Linked DNA regions of Drosophila melanogaster: region 2 is linked to region 1. Evidence: chromatin contacts called from public Hi-C data. All regions are on one chromosome and are shown on one strand. The core of a region is the stretch at or near the end of the contact, and the rest is flanking DNA. Distances in the headings are between cores, read along the strand shown. Region 1 holds the start of nyo (nyobe). Region 2 overlaps kek6 (kekkon 6).

Region 1 (2,700 bases), core at 94-2,593:
TTCGCAGTCACACCAAAGAAAAAAATCACCGAGATACAGATCACCAAATCTTCCAAATCTTCGCAAATCAACGTGCATCATCATTAAGCAGCTGTCATTGTCACACGGTGAAATGCAAATTGCCTTTCTAACCCCTTCAATCCCCTTTTTTTCCACCTCTTCAAAACATTTTTGGGCATTTTCGAGCGCTTTGTGTAAACATTTCCGGCGACATTTGATTGCCGCTTTGCAAGAGTTACAATTTGCGCTTCCTTGCGCGACATTTCATTTAGCAATTGTCGCTTTGTCTTCAGTTGTGGATTTCTTTGATTTGGCTTAGCTTTCTCCAGATTGTGACGAACGCCTCGTGGACTCATCAGTATGCAGAAGATCGTGCCGCTTTTCAGTTACAGCTTCGTTGAAAGCGAAAGGTCTCCCGTCTGCCGTCATCCGATTCCACAACAATCCAAAATCCGATCCCAAATTGATTCATTTTTCGGTGTCCCTTTGTATCGATTGTTTTGTGATCGCCTATGTTTACATTGGCTGATCGTTCCAATCGTTCAATTTATGAGCCTAACATGTTAATGACTCAATAGAAATGTTATTAAATCATTTGTTGATCTACGCTGTCCGACAAATCTGTAACTTTCTTTGGCATCTTCAGGGGCTGTGTGATCAATTGATGGACGTTTTGATTTCTTCCTCGATTCTGCTGCACCTTTCTATTCAAGTTGACTTCGTTTTGGGCTCCTAATTCATTTAAACTGCGGTGCTGGACAGCTTTTATGGAGCATAAAACGCACGACACTGCCTGGCTGACCACAAGACGAGTGAAAAATGAGAATTCAAGTTGGCCAAGAAGTAATATCATAATTTTCATGTACCAATAACTCGACTAAGTGCGATCTCATGGGCCAAATTGATTTTTCCCCGGTTCTAGATCTCCAGTTCGATCTCCTTCTCTACGATCTCAGCTCGCAGCTCGAGAACTGATTTCAATTTAATTAATGATATTGAACGTCGTGTGTGCCCGTTTTGAACCCTCGTGGTTCCGTTTCAGCCGGGGGATTTGGTAATCGAAATTATGAATGGACCGCGACGGGACTCAATGAAATATGCCACATGTGCCCCAGAAGAGAGCACCTGAAGCGAAGAGAGCCCCAGAAGAGCGTCATCCCGAGAGAAATGCAATACCCACTCGCTTTTCCCCCACAGCTCAGCACAACTCACTCAAACGAGAGTTTGGCTTTGAGCCGTTTGTGTTTGCCACTCATTTCTCTGGCTTTGGCATTGGCTTTCTTTGCCCGACCGCTTTGTGTGTTTTTTGGCTTTCTTTTGAGCTCTATGCTCGGCAGCACTTTATATCGTTGGCCATTGTCAAGGCGAACGCACGCGAGCAGCGCAGCAAAGCAGCTAAAGAAAGGCAACTGAAGAACTCAAAACTCCTCCGTGAGCAACTTATATAACGACTGATTAGCCCGGAGTTTGCTTTAGTTATTCGGTCAACTCTCGACGGTCAAGCTCGCAGCGATCTCGCGACTTGGCAACCAAAAAATAATTCACAAAAGCACCGAATCGCGTTACAAGGAACTTTAGTCCGCGGCTTTGACGAGGAGCAACCTACCAGCAAAGTCAAGTGCAACATTCAATACCCACCGATGTGCAATGTGTGTAATCAGCAAACAGTGATCATTTACATACATGAATAAAACTCATCTCGAAAGTGAAGCGTGACTCAGCATCGATAGCCGAAAAAGGCAGGAGAACAAGACAATCCGAAAGGAAAGGATACTTTTCGGTCACTTCCAGAACTCACGACCCCAAGTTACAGTTGCAGTTGCAAAATATTCTGGCCAAGTGAGTGTTTATTAACTTTTACCACACACACGTAATATGCGCAATGACAAGTAAGAAATTCAGAAACAGTGATCGGCAAGAAATCTCCTTCTTCGTTAAACAATCTGCTTTGAGAACAACCTTGGGTCGATTGATTACAGAATTTCCCCCAATCCCCATTGAGTTCAAAATAAATAATTCAAGTGCTTTCCATAGCGGTTCACTTACCTTTGGAATCAAAAATATTTTTTTAATTTTTGTAGTTGTTCTTCCTTAAATATTTGCTCTCAGATAACAGAAGATTTCGAACTGTGAATATAAAAAGATACAGTATTAAATGACCTTAGATAAGGACTAAGTAGCTCGGTCGATCAATAAAAAAATTCACATTATACTTCAAAAATGAATTAATGCATCCTTAAAGGGCACAGAAAAAAAGTGTTGTAATCAAATTACAAATTTTGTATATATTCACACAAGTTGCAGAAAAAATAATAAATGTAAAGACAATGGCCGCCGAATGCTTCTTAGACTTACTATTTCTCGCTGCAATCAAAAATAATGTATCCAGATTGCAATTGTGATGGCATCCAGACATTTGCATTAATTGGCAACAGATTCATTAAGTTTCGTTGTCTTGTGCTGTCTTTTATAGATCATCTAGAGTCCCCACAATTAAAAGTGAACACAGGGCGGGCAATTAAAATAATTAAGCCCCCGATGTGGTGTGAAATCCACAATGCAACGTGTCAGAATAGAACCCACGAGCAAAGAGTGGGGAAAAAGAGATACTAGAACAGGACCCCGACCCTGATAAAAGGCGTTGATGATCTGAAGAGCAAGGCTAAAGCCAGAGAACCAAAGAAAGCCAAAGACCACCGG
Region 2 (2,700 bases), core at 99-2,598, 110 kb after region 1:
TTAAACAAATATCTTCCTGTCAGACATACTTACCTTAATATTCCTTCTTAAACGACCATTTTCACGATAACTATTTCAAAAATGGTCCAAAAATGGATTGGTATACCTTGTTAAGTTTGTTAAAGTGTCCCCAATACATTGGCGTTCCAATATAAAACTTTTTATTTTTTGAAAATTTTGGCAAAAAATTGTGATGTATGTCCCCTTATAAAAAAATAAAAAATAAGCCCAAAAATTATTTTTCTTGGATCCGACAAAAAGTGGTACCGATCGTTAGCTGGTGTCAATAGCTATCCAAAAAGACCATTTTTTTTAGTTGTTGGTCAAAAAATATCCGAGTTATATACAAAAAACGTCACTTTTTGCCTCGATATGCTCCCAAAACCAATGTTTTCTCCATAACTAAGCGAAAATTTTTTCCAAATTGGATAGGAATACCTTGTTATGTTTTTAAAAGTATTCCCAATCGATTGGGATACCAATTTACAACTTAAAATTTTTTGAAATTTTTTTCAATAAATTGTGATGAAACAAGCACTTATTAACAAATTCAAAATGGTCAAAAAAATGAACTTCCTAGGATCTGGCTAAAAGTGGTACGGATAGTTAACTAATGCTTGCAGCTGTCCAAAAACTATTTTCTTTCAGCTCTCAGCCAAATGTTTTCCGATTTTCACTCCAAAAACCTTTTATAATGCGTTTTCGGACAAAACAAAAGTACAAGTGGCCAAAGAAGTACATTTCTGTCATAAATGTTTTTAGATCTACATTCCTTAAGCACTTGACAAATCTCTATCGAAGAATTCTTTTTTACTTAATGACAAAATAAATTGGATTTATATTCTATTGCCTTCCTGTTGCAACTGAGTTGCATTATAAAAACCAAACACCACTGCTCTTGTTTGCTGTGGCATCTTCCCAACTTCTTCAGCCCATTTCCGACGCTGCAGTTGCTCCTTGCCGCTTCCGTATTGTTTGCATTGCAATTGTCCTGGCGCTGCTCCTGTTGGTCGTGGTCCTGATTGTGGTCTTGGGCAAAATATGAGCACCGCCGCCGCTCGTCACCATCATCATCGTCCTGGCATCCAGGCATACCGGCATCCCGGCATCCTGGACGGCATCCTTCGACTCGTTTGTATGTGCCTCTGTGGTTCTACACAAATATACTGATGGCTCGCACAGTACTCAGTGTGCACAACATACAGGACATGGCATACGCATACAAATCCGGGGAATAACCTTACCCCTGCCCGCCGTCTTTCCCCGAAAATTGTGTGCTGAGGTCATGTCGCTGGCGTCGCCAGTTGCAGCAGCGGCAACAACAATGCAACAATGGGGCAGCAACTGACGACTATAATGTCTGGCCGGGCTCCACTCCTCTCACTCGCCTGGGCGGCATCAACTCAAATGGTCTCGCAGTTGTAAAGCTGCCAAGAGCAGACCGGCATGCGCAGCTGCAGCAAACGCAACAGCAGCAGCAGTAGCAGCAGCAGCAGCAGCAGCAGCATGCAGCAGCATCCAGCGGCAGCAGCTCGAGTTATAGGTACAGCTGCTGCCCAAAACGGAATTGCAGCAAAACCACCAGGACGACGATGACAAGGATGGCAAACAATTGTAAGCTCTGACAGCCAAACAACAGTGGCAACAACAATGCGACCAGCAACACGACATTTGCGAAATGTTGATCTGCGGTCTAGGCCGAAATTGAGATACTCTCCTCGCAAAAGGGCAAATAATAATGGGGATTTTTGCCGGCCGGTCACTGGTGTGTGCATTATGGTTTTAAGTGGGCTTCAATCAATTAAGTCCGTCAATCAACTTGACACAGCTCATATTACGGGCTACACGATGTGGCTGATGCGGATTGCCCATCGATGAAATGTATTATTAGATGTTGACACAACGCTACTCCGTATGTACATATATTGATTCCTTGGAAAGCCATTTGAATGAGGTTCATCATTACATCTTCTTGGAATGAAAAAGTAAATATATCGCGTTCAATCTTCGACAGGCATCTCAAATTGTTTCTCTATGAAGAGCATATGATTTCAACGGAAATCTTAACTGAAACTAAAATGGTCATGTTTTCAGAGAAAATTGTAATTTTCCAATTAAACCAAGTAGAGGACAAACTGCAGGGAGGGCTGGAAAAGCATTGCTATTTATAAGCTGCCAATAAGCCAACTCAATCAATACCGCCTTTCCTATTAACACAGAAATTGTAAATTGTAAATGGTAAATGGTGAATTTCCAGCGAATCCAACAGGGCGGCTACTTGTTATTGTTGACTTACTGTTAAATAACTGTTTGCACGCACTGTTGCGTCGAGTTGATTCGAAACTGAAACGAAATGAAAATATAATGAATGGGGTAGCTGAGCTCGAAGGCCTGCTCCTGCTCCTGTTCCTGCTCTTGCTCCTGATGCGGACGCCAATTAGGTCTCATTTCAATTGCAGGTTTGAATTGATTAGAAGTTAGCAGATAAATTGGAAGCCAGCTCGGTAAGACAATAGTTTAAGCTGAGCCGTGCGCGGGGTATTATTTATACGGCTCACAATGGACGTACCTCCAATACAATGCGTTTCGGAGGAAACTCGGAGCCCCGCATTACCGGAGGAAGCCTTGCAGGTGGCTGATTACGGACCGATTTTATTGATTCCCCTGGGGCCAGTCTATTGTTTTGGCTTCAATAATGTC

Evidence for each region. Hi-C and Micro-C count contacts between places; a contact is called where the count stands out from the background.
Region 2: a Hi-C map of the Kc167 cell line shows a contact between it and region 1, with 1.5 times the contacts expected there. A contact is called at or near these places in 32 of 107 Hi-C or Micro-C datasets (the Kc167 cell line, the ML-DmBG3-c2 cell line, the OSC cell line and 13 more) and 1 of 7 datasets of targeted methods (the Kc167 cell line).

The regions. Positions count from the first base shown.
Region 1 is chr3R:31,541,689-31,544,388 of dm6, forward strand. nyo (nyobe) reads left to right here and starts at 1,344. Exons shown (of 9, transcript NM_143614.2): 1 at 1,344-1,839.
Region 2 is chr3R:31,651,338-31,654,037 of dm6, forward strand. The region is part of intron 2 of kek6 (kekkon 6); the gene reads left to right. Among named protein-coding and RNA genes, the nearest start is that of Zmynd8, 17 kb to the right of the region's middle.